Regions from separate parts of the Sus scrofa genome. Here region 1 is linked to region 2. The links are chromatin contacts, called in public HiChIP or PLAC-seq maps. All regions are on one chromosome and are shown on one strand. Each heading gives the region's core, a stretch centred on a gene start, on an enhancer-like site or on the middle of the called end of the contact. The rest is flanking DNA. Distances are from core to core; before and after follow the strand shown. Region 1 has its middle 110 kb from the start of PIK3R1. Region 2 has its middle 110 kb from the start of CD180.

Evidence for each region. HiChIP or PLAC-seq counts read pairs in DNA pulled down with a chosen protein or histone mark.
Region 1: a contact with region 2 is called in an H3K27ac HiChIP or PLAC-seq map of alveolar macrophages. The contact joins two enhancer-like sites. A contact is called at or near these places in 1 of 47 Hi-C or Micro-C datasets (fibroblasts) and 1 of 2 datasets of contacts at active chromatin or transcription factors (alveolar macrophages).

The regions. Positions count from the first base shown.
Region 1 is chr16:46,323,991-46,331,486 of Sscrofa11.1, reverse strand. No RefSeq gene overlaps it. Among named protein-coding and RNA genes, the nearest start is that of PIK3R1, 110 kb to the left of the region's middle. Within about 2 kb of position 2,031, at least 2 of the 83 cell types and tissues checked have an H3K27ac peak or open chromatin away from gene starts, as enhancers often do. A contact at or near this core is called in alveolar macrophages, where this site is marked.
Region 2 is chr16:45,694,819-45,702,604 of Sscrofa11.1, reverse strand. No RefSeq gene overlaps it. Among named protein-coding and RNA genes, the nearest start is that of CD180, 110 kb to the right of the region's middle. Within about 2 kb of position 6,419, at least 10 of the 83 cell types and tissues checked have an H3K27ac peak or open chromatin away from gene starts, as enhancers often do. A contact at or near this core is called in alveolar macrophages, where this site is marked.

The sequences.
Region 1 (7,496 bases), core at 782-3,281, 630 kb before region 2:
GTCCCAATAAAAAAACTCTAAATTTTATATTTTTGTTTAGATGACAAAAAAAGAAGCAAATTTTTCATTATTTGGATGATGGACCCTTGTCGGCAGATTTGGGCATCTGCGTTTATCTTTATATCTACAAATGTACCTATAGGTTGGTTTTTCAATCCTTAAAGGAATTTCAAGTAATTTTTAAAATGTTGGGAAACTTCTCAAGCTACCTATGATCTATAACCAATGTCCTACATCTACTGCTACATTTATATTATTTCATCTGAATGGCAAAATATTTTAAACTGAAAATCTTTTTTATAAAGTAATAATTTTGTAAATGATTTAATGCACTGATAATATGATGGGACACTATGGAAATGAAAACTGCAGCAGAGTAACCTAGAGGTCTAATAGAGAGGAAGAGAGAGAAATTTAACCCCTAAATAATGTGTTCCAGTCAAATGAAGTTCCAAAGACATGACAAGGTCAAAGGCTTTACAGAAATTTTGATGGGAAAATATGCTACTAAAATGGAATCATCACATCACAAACAACACTATAGATATGAAAAACTCAAAAGAATCTTTGCCATTGCAGATAGTGCTCTTTTCACATTGAGTGAGAGGATTTCATTCCAACACAACTTCATTGTCTGCATTCAATGACTTTATTTGAATTTTGCACATTTTTGGTTTATATACAATTTTTAATTTTATTTTGGCTGGATACTGGTATAACAGCTATAGATATAAGGAGTTTGTGCCTGTATTAATGCTTATAGATATTTAAGTAACATTTAAATTATTTTTTTTTAATTTTTAAAAAATTTTTTGGTCACCCCACAGCATATGGAATTTCCAGGCCAGGGATCAGATTTGAGCCACAATTGCAAACTGTGCTGCAGCTTTGGCAATGCCAAATCCTTAACCTTCTGTGCCAGATGGGGGATTGAATCCGCATCCTGGTGCTGCAGACAGAGCCAATCCCCTTTTACCACAGTGGGAACTCTTCGATTAAATAAGTGACATTCACATGTTCACCGTATTAATTTTTTTTACCTTAAATAAATGTCTATACCTAAGATTTGAGAACCTGATCTTGATTATATAGCTCTATATATTTCTCTAAATTCCCCTGAGCAGTGTGGGAAAGCAGGCAGTATTGGTGGTTAAGGATGCTGAAGACACAGAGAAAAGCTAGATAATTATGGGGACTTCCTGGGTAGAGTTTCTCCATAGCCAGAGTTATATCCTCAAACTAGGGATGAGCCACAGGGAAAAGTGGCATCAGAGCTCAAAACCTGTTTGCCAAACTGTTTGGAGGAAGCCAAATGAATGCTGGCATCTGAGAGTGGCTGCAGAGCAAGAAGAAAAAGTGACTGCACAAAGGCAGTATTGGTTTTACATATGTTTAAGGAATTGGGTATCAAAATATGAGTCAGAAAACCAAAACTGGTTTTCAAAAGGTCAGTTCAGGGCTGGAGCATAAACCAATGAAGCAGCCAGAAGGACATCTCCCAACAAACTAGTAATGGTTAGACCCTACAGAGAGGACTATGTTAGGTTAGCAACTCCCCAGTGGAGGCAGGAAAGCAAAGACTGATGAAGATGGTAGAAAATGAAAAAAAGATGGTAGAAAAAGCAAATGAAAAGAGATTAAAGAAACCCACATTCTTTTGCTTGGCGAGATAAAATAAAAACATAAACCAATTTCTATTGGCTAGTTTATACAAGGGGATCATAGGAAGTGGGGGACCAGCCATTCTTCATCTCATGAAATGGAAAATATAAAAGTAGGACACAAGGCCAACTCTAGGGATTTAGATTGGTAAGTTAGGAGAAATAACCTTGAATGGAGCTTATGGGGACTCCTCTCTGAAGGGGTTGAATCCAGTCTCTAGGAGCACTTGTAAAACAGCTGACTGAAGCCTGTTCTGCCAGAATGAACTCAGGACCTGTTGGCCATTTCTGTGCACTGCTGAGAGGAAAAAGGAGAAGTCAGAAATGAATCTCAACAAGAGTGGAAACAGAGAAGGACTGTGTTTAGGGATGTGGAGGAGGGAGCCCCCTGAATGTGAGTTGGCGAGAACTTCTGCCCATAGGAAAGGGATGAGTCAGTGACCCCAAGGCTGCTGGATGAACCAGGGAGCTCATGTTTGGAGATCTCTGTGTGGAAGAAGCTGTCTAAATATTAGGCTATTTTTTTTAATTAAGGTTCACATACAGCAAATTACTTTCAGTATTTGCTAAAATCTTCTACTCTGTGTAAACTTCTCCAGCAGCTTCTTTAGGCTCTTCTCAGCAAAAAGTTGGAAGAATTTTTTTTTCTCCAGAGTTTTCAATTCTTTTTATTCATTCATCTCTCTTTTTCTTTTTGTATTTTTAGGGGCCACACCCACAGCATATGGAGGTTCCTAGGCTAGGGGTCAAATCAGAGCTGTGGCTGCTGGCCTACACAACAGCCACAGCAAAGCCGGATCCTCAACCCACTGAGCGAGGCCAGGGATCGAACCTGCATCCTCATGGATGCTAGTCAGATTTGTTTCTGCTGAGCCTTTATGGTAACTTCCCCATTTTTAATTCTATTTGAAGGTCAAAATGCTCTGCTTCACTAGAGAGCTCCCCCATTAAAAAGCCCTTAAAAACAAACAAAAAAGGATGGGACATATATCCTGAAAATTTGGCCTTTTGTAAGCGAGGATGAGAATGCCTGTGGATCTCTATAGTTTCAGCTAATGAGGAACGAGTTCATAGCTAGACCTTGAAAACACAGACTGGAACGAGTTCACAGCTAGACCTTGAAAACACAGACTGGAAAAGAAAATCACTCTCATGGTGCTTTTTGTTCTTAGGTGACTGCTCAGAAGTTCATACACTGGGCACAACGCTCTGAGGAGCTGAGAGAGAAATTCATTTTATGAGGATGGTTACTGTGTGAGGCATACCAAGAAAACACTGGAAAATGTGACTTTCTTATGACATTTGCTGCCCTTGCCTTTACCATGAGGAAAATCTGAGGATCAATGAATTCAATAAATAGAAACCCACACCACCCCAAATGTCAACTTTCTTGAGATAGGAGTAGGCGAGGTCCTCTCTCTGGGAGTAGGTTTCCACCTGCATGCGTTTTACACTCGGGATTGAACCAGAGATGGAGAAAGTGGGGGATATTCAGGAAGAGCTATAATAACATTTTTTTTATGATCACATCTTCTTGAACTTGGCATTTTGAGTCACACTGAGGATATTTTCAATAAACTCAGATGGTGAGAAATTAGAAACAGTTTTTGAGTAGATCAAGTCTGCATGCTTGGAATTAAACATGGAACAAATCTGTCTATCAAATTATTGAATGACACCCTTAATCCATTAAACATTAGTTTAAGTGCCCACATCTAAAATGATTTTGGACTTTCTGATGAGGTTCCTGGAGACTTATTTTCCCAAAAAGTTTAGTGTGCAACCACAGAAACGAATGTGTGATTTGCTGGTGGGTGACTGGAGAGACCTGATCTTGCATTGTTGCTACAAACTATGAAGGAGGAGGGTGTACTGGAAAGAGCTCAGGGCTAGGAATGAGCACACCCAGGCTCTGACTCCTCCTTGACTGATTCATGTAACCCCCCCTGTGCATTTTCCCCCATATTAAAAAAATGTGCCTCTAAGAATCTACATTGCATCACTGCCTAGCTACCATGCATTTAGCTAAGTCCCAGCGGACCCATTATTGACCTTATCATTCTGCTTCTGCAACTCACCCTTCTTCCTGTGTCCTTGGCCACTGTGAAAAAGCCATGGTCCACCTGGCCATCCAAGAATAAAGCCTTGGTAATTAACCTTCCCTCCTCCCTCCCTCCCTTTCTTCCTTCCATAACCTGTCTCCTTCTCTCATTGAGGTTGTCACTAAATCTGGCCCCCTTTTCCTTCTGAATATTGCTTGCCTCTTTCCCCTCCTCTGTAGCTCCCTCCCCAGAGATCCTGCCCCAGGTCAGGCCTGCATCTTCCCTGAGCTGCATCCTTCCCTCTGGACCATCTCCTCACCTCTCATCGATTGGTCTTCTCCTGCCATCAGAGAGATGCTTCTAAGGCAGAAGTCTGCTTGCACTTTTGGGTTACACTCCAAAATTCTTAGCATAACATCGCCTTCACAATCTAGTTCCTGACCAACCCCTTTTCTCAAGGTCAGCTTTTGTTCTGCAGAGAAGGGAAAGAAGACCCCCTCCCACGAGCTATGCTCTCTCCTGTCTCCATACCTGGGCACACACGTCTCTCCCCAGTAATTTCCATCCCATCTTTCTGTGCCCAAACAACCCCATTCTATCTCTAAGATTCAGGGCTTATCATCTCTTCTGAATCCACTTGTCTCCTCATCCATCATGTCTCCTTCTGAGTAGGGTCCCCTCTTCTGAGCTACTAAGCCACCTTGACTTTCATTGCACTTTGCAGTTTTCTGTTTACCAGTCTGTTCCTGTCTTCCTTCTCCAGTAGACTTTGAGGGCAGTGCACTGTGTATCTCCTGTACCTGACCTGCTCCTTGACAAACAGTAGGTGTTCAAGTGTTAGTTCAATGCAGGCAAGTTAAAGACAATGAGGGAAAGGGGAAGAGGGGAAAGAAAGGGAAGGAGGGAGAGAAACTAGAAAGGAAAGGAAGGAAGGAGGGGAGGAAAGAAAAAAAATGACTGATGAGCAGTTTGGTGAAATTGAGTAATGAGATTTAAGATTGAGGAGGTAAGAAAGGACTACCTTGTATGTCATAATGAGGAATTTGGATTTAATCCTCTCAGCAATTGGGGACTGCTGAAGTTTTTTTTTTTTCTTTTTACAGCTGCACCTGTGGCATATGGAAGTTCCCAGGCGAGGGGTTGAATCTGAGCTGCAGCTGCTGGCCTTTGCCACAGGCATAGCAATGCGGGATCTGAGCTGCACCTATAACTTATGCAGCAGCTTGTGGCAATGCTGGATTCTTAATCCACTGAGTGAGAACAGGGATCGAACCCACATCCTCACAGAGGCAACATTGGGTCCTTAACCTGTTGAGCCAAAATGGGAACTCCAGATTTTTTAAATAAAGAGCTGTAACTCTGCTATTATTTAGAAAATTCTCTGAGTGCCCTGGTAGACTAGTAGTTAAGGATTCAGTGTTGTCATTGCTGTGGCTTGGGTTCAGTCCCTGGCCTGGGAATTTCTACATGCTGCAGGTATGGCCAAAAAAAATTCTTTTATTTATTTATTCATTTGTCTTTATGCCTTTTCTTGAGCCGCTCCCGCGGCATATGGAGATTCCCAGGCTAGGGGTTGAATTGGAGCTGTAGCTGCCGGCCTATGCCAGAGCCACAGCAACTTGAGATCTGAGCCATGTCTGCGACCTACACCACAGCTCACGGCAATGCCAGATCCTTAAGCCCCTGAGCAAGGCCAGAGACCAAACCTACAACCTCATGGTTCCTAGTCGGATTCGTTAACCACTGAGCCACGACGGGAACTCCCAAAAAATTCTTTAAATTGATTTATTTACTTATTTTAAAATAAGTGAATAATTACTGTGCCCTAGACTCTGGGCTGGGAAACTGAGGCCCAGAGAGATAAGATGACTTAGCCATATGTCTCATGCATGGATTCCCAGAGCTCTAGGCCCACAACAAGTTTGTCTTATCAGAAGAATTATTGGCTTTCTTCTAAGACTCGGGTAGTCAGAAGTTAATGATCAATTGCCGTGATTAATTAACTACAAGTGCCTTGAACAAGTCTTACCTTATAGTTGGCTTAATATCTTACTTCAAACTGTTTCCTTCTCTTTCTCTTCATTCTCCTCCTCTCCCACTTCCCTCTCCCCTCCCCCTCCTTCTTGCCCAGTCCTATTTCCTCATATTTTCATATAGTCAACCACATGGCAAGAGGGTAAATGTTAAGTCCTAATGGCATATATATTAAAAAACCTTCCTTGACACCAGCCGAGATCAGCATCACTGCAAGCACCATGGGTTTTGCTGTGGCCCCTTTGGAGGCTGAGCACACTACCTAGAACAGGCTTCAAGCCCTCTTTGCTAACGGAAAGCACTCTGCCTACAGGGGACAGAGAAGGGAGCCTTGGCTTTTTCTGGGTTCCCAGGTGTCTGCCCCTGCTCTGGGTTCCAAGGCAGCCAGAGTTTCTGACATATGTGCTTCTAGGTAGCCTCCAAGCTGGCTTTAGCTGAGTTTTCCTCTGTCTCTCATTTAGATAGGTTTGAAACCCATGTGTTCTACTTCTTCCAGCCCTGGGAGGTCCTGGTTGCATGATTCATGGCCCAGCTCTGAAACTTGGAGTCTCTGGCTAAAAGATTTTGCTTTCCCATGTCCTGATTCAGGAGCACTGCCTGTCAAAATGGCCCTGACCTTGGTATAACTTGGATGACCTGAGAAAGTGCTACAATCAAGCCTCTGACTCCTAACAATAATTTGAAAAAAATTTGGGAAGAGTAACTTTAAATATCCAAAACTACATGAAGTCATCCTTCGGAAACAGGAAACATTTTCCCCTTGTTTTCATCACAATATTTGTAGACACACGTTGGAGTTTTCTTTGTAATATGGATGCATCAGTGATCTCAATCCAGTTCAAAAACTATGATGAGGGGTAAGATGAGGATGGAAGGCAGATGGGGCCAGAAATAGGAGCACAGCGGGGTTTTATTGGGGGGTGGACAGTATGTCTATGAAAGATAAAAAGACAGTAAACAGTTGGGCAGGGGAAACCTTCAGATAGAGATTCAGACCTGGCATCTTGAAAAGGAGAGGGAAGAGAAAGGAAAGTTGGGCAGGGAGATTGCAGGCTGCAACTCAGACCTGATAAAACTCTCTCAACCCAATGGGAGTTTCTAGAGCCAAGGTGGCCCATGAGAGGAGTCCTCCACTTGGAGGAAATGGCCAGGTCTTACTCCCCCCATGCTCAGTTACTGGATTAGAGCTGCCCAGGAAGGCCATGATCTCAGAATAAGGCTGGCAGATCCCAAAGGCACTGGTCCTTGAGGCTGTCAGCTAGCAGAGCTCCTTGAAGCTTGGTGGTGAGTCTCTTCCTAAAGGGAGGTCTGAATGGTGTACCTCCATGCTGTCTTGGGGACACAAAAAGAGAAGGAAGAACAATTTATTTATTTACTGTCTCAAAAAATGGGGTTCATCCTTCTTTTTCTTTTATTAAAAAATAGCAAGTAGGGGACAATGTTCTAGAAACATAAAGCCCAACAAAACTGAATCAAGAAGAAATAGATAATTTGAACAGAGTGATCACTAGAAATTAAATTGAGTATGTAACTAAAAAACTCCCTACATACAAAAGTCCAGGACTAGATACTTTCACAGGTGAATTCTTTCAAGTATAAAAAGAACTTATACCTGTCTTTCTTAAACTCTTCCAAAAGACTGAAGAAGAAGGAATACTCTCAAAGACATTCTATTAAGGCACCATCACACTAATACCAAAATGAGAAAAAGATACTACTAAAAAAGAAAATTAAAGGCCAGTATCTTTGATGGATATAG
Region 2 (7,786 bases), core at 5,170-7,669:
TCACAATCGAGACATATGAATTTTTAAATTCAAATGCTATGAGATATGTAACAGAAATTAAGATAGAGCCACTCACCTCCAGGAGCTTAAAACCTAGATGAAAAGGTGAATGCTATAAAATGAATAGCCTTAATATGAATACAGGATGAATAGCCTTAATATGATACAGGATGTGGAAAATGTCACTGGACACCAGAGAAAAATAGATGTTGATCTTGTCCAGGCATAGAGAAACAGGAAATCAAACTAAACCTGGAGACTCTTATTCCATCTTCAATAATATGAAACTCCTTCTACAAAGACAAAACCGTAAATTTTTTTATCCTTCATTGATTAGCTCTTAATCGATACACATCTCAAATCAATTATTCATTCTGTGGCCTAATGTTATTACCTTCTAAAGTAGCCACAGCTACAAATTCACTAAGATGACTAGGCCAGTTAAACAGATTACAAATGAGATGTTCTGGCGGCATCATAAACCCAGAAGGCAAACCAACTCCTCAAGATGGAAAGTGTTTGACATATTAGAATTTAAGTTTGCTAACTTGGTATACTTAATAGATGGTGCTCCTGGGAGAAACACCACTCTAAATGGAAAGTTAATTTGATTGAATCTAACCTCAAAGTTTAAAATTACATAACATCAAGAAACAAGCCGTAGTTTGGGCCTAAACCAAAGGCCATTTAAAACTCAACTTAGTAAATATTTATTGGTGGTTGACAGAATATAATTGCCATTCACATCATATGATATTTTATTGTTCAGGTTTTTCACAGCCAATTATTATTTACTCTCCAAAAGAGGACAGCACATAGGAACTAAGACATTAAGATGGAAGAGTGCTCTTGAGGGTGTATTTCACATGCCACTAAAAGATGAATAATTGGAATGTGTGTGTCTCAATACATGTGCTGAGCACCCCCAACTTCAAACATCCTTTGTGCCATCACATTTGTACTGACTTAAGCAAAATTCTATCAAGGAAGGGTTAAATAGTAAGTCCCCTTCCCCTTATTCTTCTACCTTCTGCATTCTTTCTCTTTATCTCGCCAAAGGAATTCATTCATAACTAGGAATTTGATCAAGTTGTATGGATGACTATAGATCTTGGATGGGTTCCTTTTCACTAAGCTGGAGCATAAGAATTAGATCACTTTAAGTATTCTAATTAAATGATTTCCAGCTCTCTTACCAAGAGTGAGGGACTGTCTTCCCTTCCTGTGATGAGTCTATGACCCCAACAAGGCTGGGTCAGCAGGGAATCAGACCTTATAGTCACCTCATGGAAAGAGAAACAAAGAATCAATCTTAGCATCCTCCATAGAATGGCCACCTTTTCTGCTGCCATCATTGACAGAACCATTACTTGGTATTGAAAATAGCAGTTCAACACAATCCTTGTGAACCGCTGGGACAGGGAAGAGAATGAGGCACATCCCTTTCCCCCATGAGACTGAGCATCCCAACAGGTGAATGCAGCAGAGTGGCCTCAAGGAGCCGTGACCATGTGAGCATGTGCCTACCTGCCCTGGACTAAGTGTGTGCTGCTTGGGCCTTAGGTCTTACACACGTGCTTTGTCCCTTACTTCCTGGCCCGAGAAGCCTTAGCAAGAGCTCAAGATGTTCCCATAGTGGAAACATCTCTTGCCACACATGCTGTTGCCACCGCAATTACTGATGGACCCCCCATACCATAAGCAATACCACAACCTGTGTACTGGCTGCCAGGATCCCATAAGCACTGACTGCTCCAGCTGTTTTCCAGAGTGACCAGTTATTCAATCCAGAAGCGGAGGGGGTGGGTAGTTCTGAGACGCCTCTTCCAAAGCCCTCTATGAGACCATCCCACATAACTAACTGGGCAGGAAGCTCCGGTCTGCTATGTAGGGTTTTCTCTCCCTCCCTTCCTGCATCACATCTTTTTTCCCCTCCCATTAGCTACTCTGGCATGATACCTTCTCCAAAAAGCTTTTCCCTCAGGCTATTTTCTAGTAAATCTAGCCTAAGACTCCACCTCCACTGATTAAACTGAAATGTCTCAGGTTCCCAAGCAAATGAAGAAAATCTCTCTCCATCTATGTTCTGTGCAGTTCTATTTCCTCTACAGCATTGTGCCCTGGGATCCCAATGCTACTGTGGTTAGAGGAGTGTACTTTTAGTACACACACACACACACTCTCTTTATCTCCAAGAAAGTATCACCCCTCCACCCCGGCGCAAGGTTGGTAGGACAGAAGGGGCTTCAATCTTTAATCGTACTGAGTTCAGAAGCTCATCTCCCACCAAGCCCAAACCCATGATGTTGCTGTTACCTCTGAGAATAGAAGAGAAAGTATCTCCCTCTACTAGGCTTAAGAGCCACCTTATTTCCTGCCTTAAAAGGACTTTTTTTTTTTTTCAAAGAAGAATTTCAGCTTACTATATAAGGTTATGAGAAGATAGTGATAATTCAGAAGGCTACTTCAGGGAGTTCCCATCGTGACTCAGTGATTAACGACTCTGACTAGGAACCATGAGGTTGCAGGCTCCATCCCTGGCCTCGCTCAGTGGGTTGAGGGTCTGGCATTGCCGTGAGCTGTGGTGTAGGTTGCAGATGTGGCTCGGATCCTGTGTTGCTGTGGCTCTGGCGTAGGCTAGCGCCTACAGCTCTGATTGGACCCCTAGTCTGGGAACCTCCATATGCCATGGGTGCTGCCCTAGAAAAGATTTTAAAAAAAAGAAGAAGAAGAAGAAAAAAAAAGCCAGAAGGCTACTTCAGTGAGATCCCTTAAGTGGCTCTCTATCCCTCTGTGGGTCAAAAAGGACACCACCAGGCTGATCATGATGTGGAGAATTCGTTCTTCATGAGTGTTTTGCTAATACAAAACCTACTGGGGGACATTTATTTAGCTATCTTCACTGTATAGTTTGAATGGCAAATAAAGGACCTTCTCACCAAAACCATCCAGTCCCTTCTTGACATATTGTTTTAAATTCCTAGCATTGAATTTCTTTCATAAGAGCCCTCTGGATACATGTGAATTTCACCTGGATAAAACCATTAATGGGGGGAGTTAGAGGAATGGTTTCATATTATCTAGCCAATATGCCTGCACGGGTTAACTGGTAGAAAGTCTGGTCCTAAAACAATTGGATGTCACTCAACACCTTTCAGCCAATGTCCAGAGAGCATTACTGTGTGCCAGGTATTGCATCAGGTGCTAGGGAAAAAGAGAAGCAAAACGCCCTATCCCTATCCTGGAGACACACTGGAAAATGGTTGGGACTTGTTCTGTTTTCTTTGTTACCATCACTTTCATTATAAAACTTTATGTTTTATAATAAATAAATATTTGAAAGCAATCTACATCATTATCCATCACTCTGAGTGCATTTTGGAGAGTAGTATGGATATATGTATGCCTTTTTACACAGATAAAATCATTGTTCAAGGGATATTTCTTTCATTTTTTTGAAGTTTTATTGAAGTATAGTTGATTTAAAACATTGTGATAATTTCTGCTGCACAAAAAAGTGACTCAGTTATACATGTACACATATCTATTCCCTTTCATAGTCTTTTCCCAAATAGATTAACACAGAATATTGGACAGAGTTCTCTGTGTTATACAGCAGGTTCCCATTGGCCAATCATTCCAGATACCACAGTGTGCATATGGGAGTCCCAAACCCATGGTCTGTCACTCCCCTCCCCACCTCTCCCCTTTGGTACCATAAGTTCTTCAAAGTTTGTGAGTCTGTTTCAGTTCTGTAAATAAGTTCATTTGTATCCTTTTTTTTTAGATGCCATATATAAGTGATATCATATGATATTTGTCTTTCACTGTCTAACTTCACTTAGTATGATAATCTCTAGGTCTATCCATGTTGCTTAAAATGGATTATTTCATTCTTTTTATGGCTGAGTAATATTCCACTGTATTTATATGTAACACATCTTCTTTATCCATCCTCTGTCATTGGATATTTAGGTTGTTTCTATGTCTTGGTCTTATAGCAAATAGTGCTACAATGAATATTGGGGTGCATGTATATTTTTGAATTCTGGTCTTCTCTGGATAGACACCCAGGAGTGGGATTGCTGGATCATACAGTAGTTCTATGTTTAGATTTTTGAGGAGCCTCCATACTATTTTCCACAGTGGTTTCACCAATTTACATTCCCACCAACAGTGTAAGAGGATTCCCTTTTTTCCACACCCTCTCAAGCATTTATTGTTTGTAGACTTTTTGATGATGGCCATTCTGGCTGGTGTAAGGTGATACCTCGTACTAGTTTGATTTGTGTTTCTCTAATAATTAGCATTCTTGAGCAGATTTTCTGTGGTTTTTGGCATCTATCTTTATGTCTTCTTTGGAGAAATGCCTATGTAGATATTCTGCCCATGTTTTGATTGGGTTGTTTGTTTTTTTGATATTGAGCTCCAGGAAGTTTTTGTTTATTTTGAAGGTTAATCCCTTGTTGATTGCTTCATGCAAATATTTTCTCCAATTTTATGGGTTTTCCTTTCATTTTGTTTATGGTTCCCTTTTCTGTGCAAAAAACTTTAAGTTTAATTAGGTCCCACTTGTTTATTTTTGTTTTTATTTTCACTACCCCAGGAGGTGAATCTGAGAAGACATTGCTGCCTTACATGTAAGAGAGTGTTCAGCCTATGTTTTCCTCTACGAGTTTTTTAGTATCTGGCCTTATATTTAAGTATTTAATCCATTTTGAATTTATTTTCATGCATGGTATTAGAAAAATTTCATTATTTTCCATGTAGCTGTCCAGTTTTCCCAGCAACACTTATTGAAAAGACTATATTTTCTCCATTATATATTCCTGCCTCCTTAGCTGTATATTAGCTGACCACAGGTGTGTGGTTTATTTCTGGGCTTTCTATCCTGTTTCACTGATATATATTTCTGTTTTTATGTGAGTACCACACTGTTTTGATGACTGTAGCTTTGTATTATCAAAGCCTGATTCCTCCCGCTCCATTTTTCTTTCTCAGGATTACTCTGGCTTCACAGAATATTTTTAATAAATATTATATCACATATATCACATCCTTGCATGAACCTCAATGTTAACATTTCAAAAATAGTATATGGGAATAATCTTTATTCTTCTTTCAGTTTCAATATACCTTATGAAAGTGATAACTCCTACCAGTAGCAATGGCTTATTAGAACAGTGGTCAAGGATCAAGGATCCCCTCACTCCTACCCCCTATTCTGATCTTCACCAATATATAACATATCATGAAGGAACCAAAATTTACTTAAATATTCCTATACTGATCACACTTATTTGTGTGATTGTTCTCTTCCATATTTATTAATTGGTACAGCTCCTTGCTGTGGACATTTTTTAATAAATCATTCCTTTTTTCTTTTTCTTTTTTTTTTTTTTTTTTTTTGGTCCTTTTTAGGGCCGCACTTGCAGCATATGGAGATTCTCAGGCTAGGGGTCCAATTGGAGCTGCTGCTGCCAGCCTACGCCATAGCTACAGCAATGCCAGATCCTTAACCCACTGAGCAAGGCCAGGGATCAAACCCACAACCTCATGGTTCCTAGTCGGATTCATTTCCACTGTGCCACAACAGGAACTCCGAAATCATTCTTTTTTTCTTTTTCTTTTGGAAGTATAGTACTCAAAATAAGTGTGTAGCTTTTATTATACTATGCAAGATCACTGCCCAGAAAGGCTAGAACAATAGAGAGCCACTAACAAAGCACTTAATGTCTAGGTGGGCCTTTAGCCCAATAGGCTGGACTGGTTACAGTTATTTCTGCTAACTCAAGTTGTTGACATTTCCATTTTCTCAATTATTTTCAAAGTCATGTGATGTTTCACTGATTCTATTTCCTTCTACATAAACCACCAAGTATCTTTTAACAATTAGAAGTAACCTTTTTTTTTACAGCCATATCTACAGCATATGGAAGTTCTCAGGCCAGGGGATAAACTGCAGCTGCAGGGCTATGCCACAGCCATGTCAACCCCAGATCCAAGCCTCATCTGCCACCTATATCACAGCTTATAGCAACACCAGATCCTTAACCCACCAAGAAAGGCCAAGGATAAAACCCACATCACAGACCCTATGTCAGGTTCTTAACCAATAAACCACAACAGGAACTGAAAAAGTAAATTTTTATGTGACATAAGAGGAGATTCTGGAGACTTGGGACATGGTAGGGCTTACGTGCTCTGACTGCCAGGGGTAGAGTCCTAACCATCGCACCCAGGTCCTGAGAAGAAAGGGATGGAATAAGGGGAATTCTATGCCACACCAACCTGACCTTTTGCACAGAAAGCCACAGACCTCCACTTAAGAAAGGGAAATTTCCTCAACCTTTGTGCCAGTTCCCAAACCACAGATACAGCTAGTCATCTGCATGAGCCAGGATTTTCAAAGGCCTTTCAAACATGTCTCACAGCTCTCAAATTAATCTGACCACCCCCAATTTGCAAAGAAAGGAGCTGAGTCACAGAGGGTTTGGCTGACTGATTTGAGGGCCAAGAGGGTCTGGGCCATTGGCGCGAGAACTGGAGGCAAGAGGCAAAGCTTCTGAATTCCTGTCCCAGGCTAGAGGAAAAGAGGCCACTCTGCTTCTTTACTGTATCCATCAAGGAACAGACAACCAATTGTGATTTCCTCAATGCCCACAAAAGAGCAATGTGCTGCTTTGCCAACAGTGTGACCTGAATAAACTGGCTTTGTGCTGAGAGTCTGCTGAGCCCAGTTCTCTTCCCCAAGACAAGCAAAGTCCCTGCTTGCTCCCCAGCCATGTCATCTGCAAGCTGAATCTCAGAGGCAGTGGGAAGACTTCTCAGGCAGCTACAGATGCTTAGGGTATAGAGAGAGAGTCTTGCCTTCCATTTTCTGGAAGAATAAAATGAAAAATGCGTAATATATAAAAGTCAAGTTTTTTAGAAAAAAAAAAAGTAAATTAATCCCAATTTCTGAGTTAGACATTCAGATTCATTGATTCTCCAAAGGCTTACAGACAGTATCAAAACACTCTGTTGATGTAGTTGAACTCTCCCTCCCCACAAGTTGCTTAGCCAGCTTTTTGGCCAATATCCATGTAGGTTGTAGAATCACATTGTTGGTACCCAACAGTACTGTCGTTTGGTAATGAATGAATATTTTCTGAAAAAAGTCTGGGACTCTAAAAACCAGTTTTTCAATGGTCTGACTTCTCTATTTTGATTTTTTTATTAAAGTATAGTTGACTTAAAATGTTGTGACAATTTCTGCTGTAAAGTGACACCGTCATACACACATATACACTCCCTTTCTTATATTATCTTCCATCATGGTTCATCCCAAGAGACTGGATATAGTTCCCTGTGCTGTACAGTAGGACCTCTTTGCTAATCCATTCTAAATGTCGTAGTTTGCATCTACTAACCCCAAACTCCCAGTCTACCCCACTCCCTGACCCACTGTCTGCCTTGGCAACCTGACTTCTATATTTTGTAACATCTAGAAATGAGAGAAGAAGAGATCTGTCTGCTTCCAAATTAGCCCTTTCCACCTCATTGCAAGGCAATTCAGATGCTCCTTAAAGAGCTAGTCTCTTCTCCCATACAAATCCAAATGAGATTCTATTGTCTGGGTTTTATTTCATTTTCTGGCTATAACTGAAGAGATATATTTATTTTTAATGTTTTATTAAACAAAATGAAATAAGCAAAAAGTTTCTTTGATGTTGTCAAACTGATTAAATTTTCTTTTTTATTAAGATTTTTATTTTTTATTAGAGTTGATTTACAATGTTCTGTT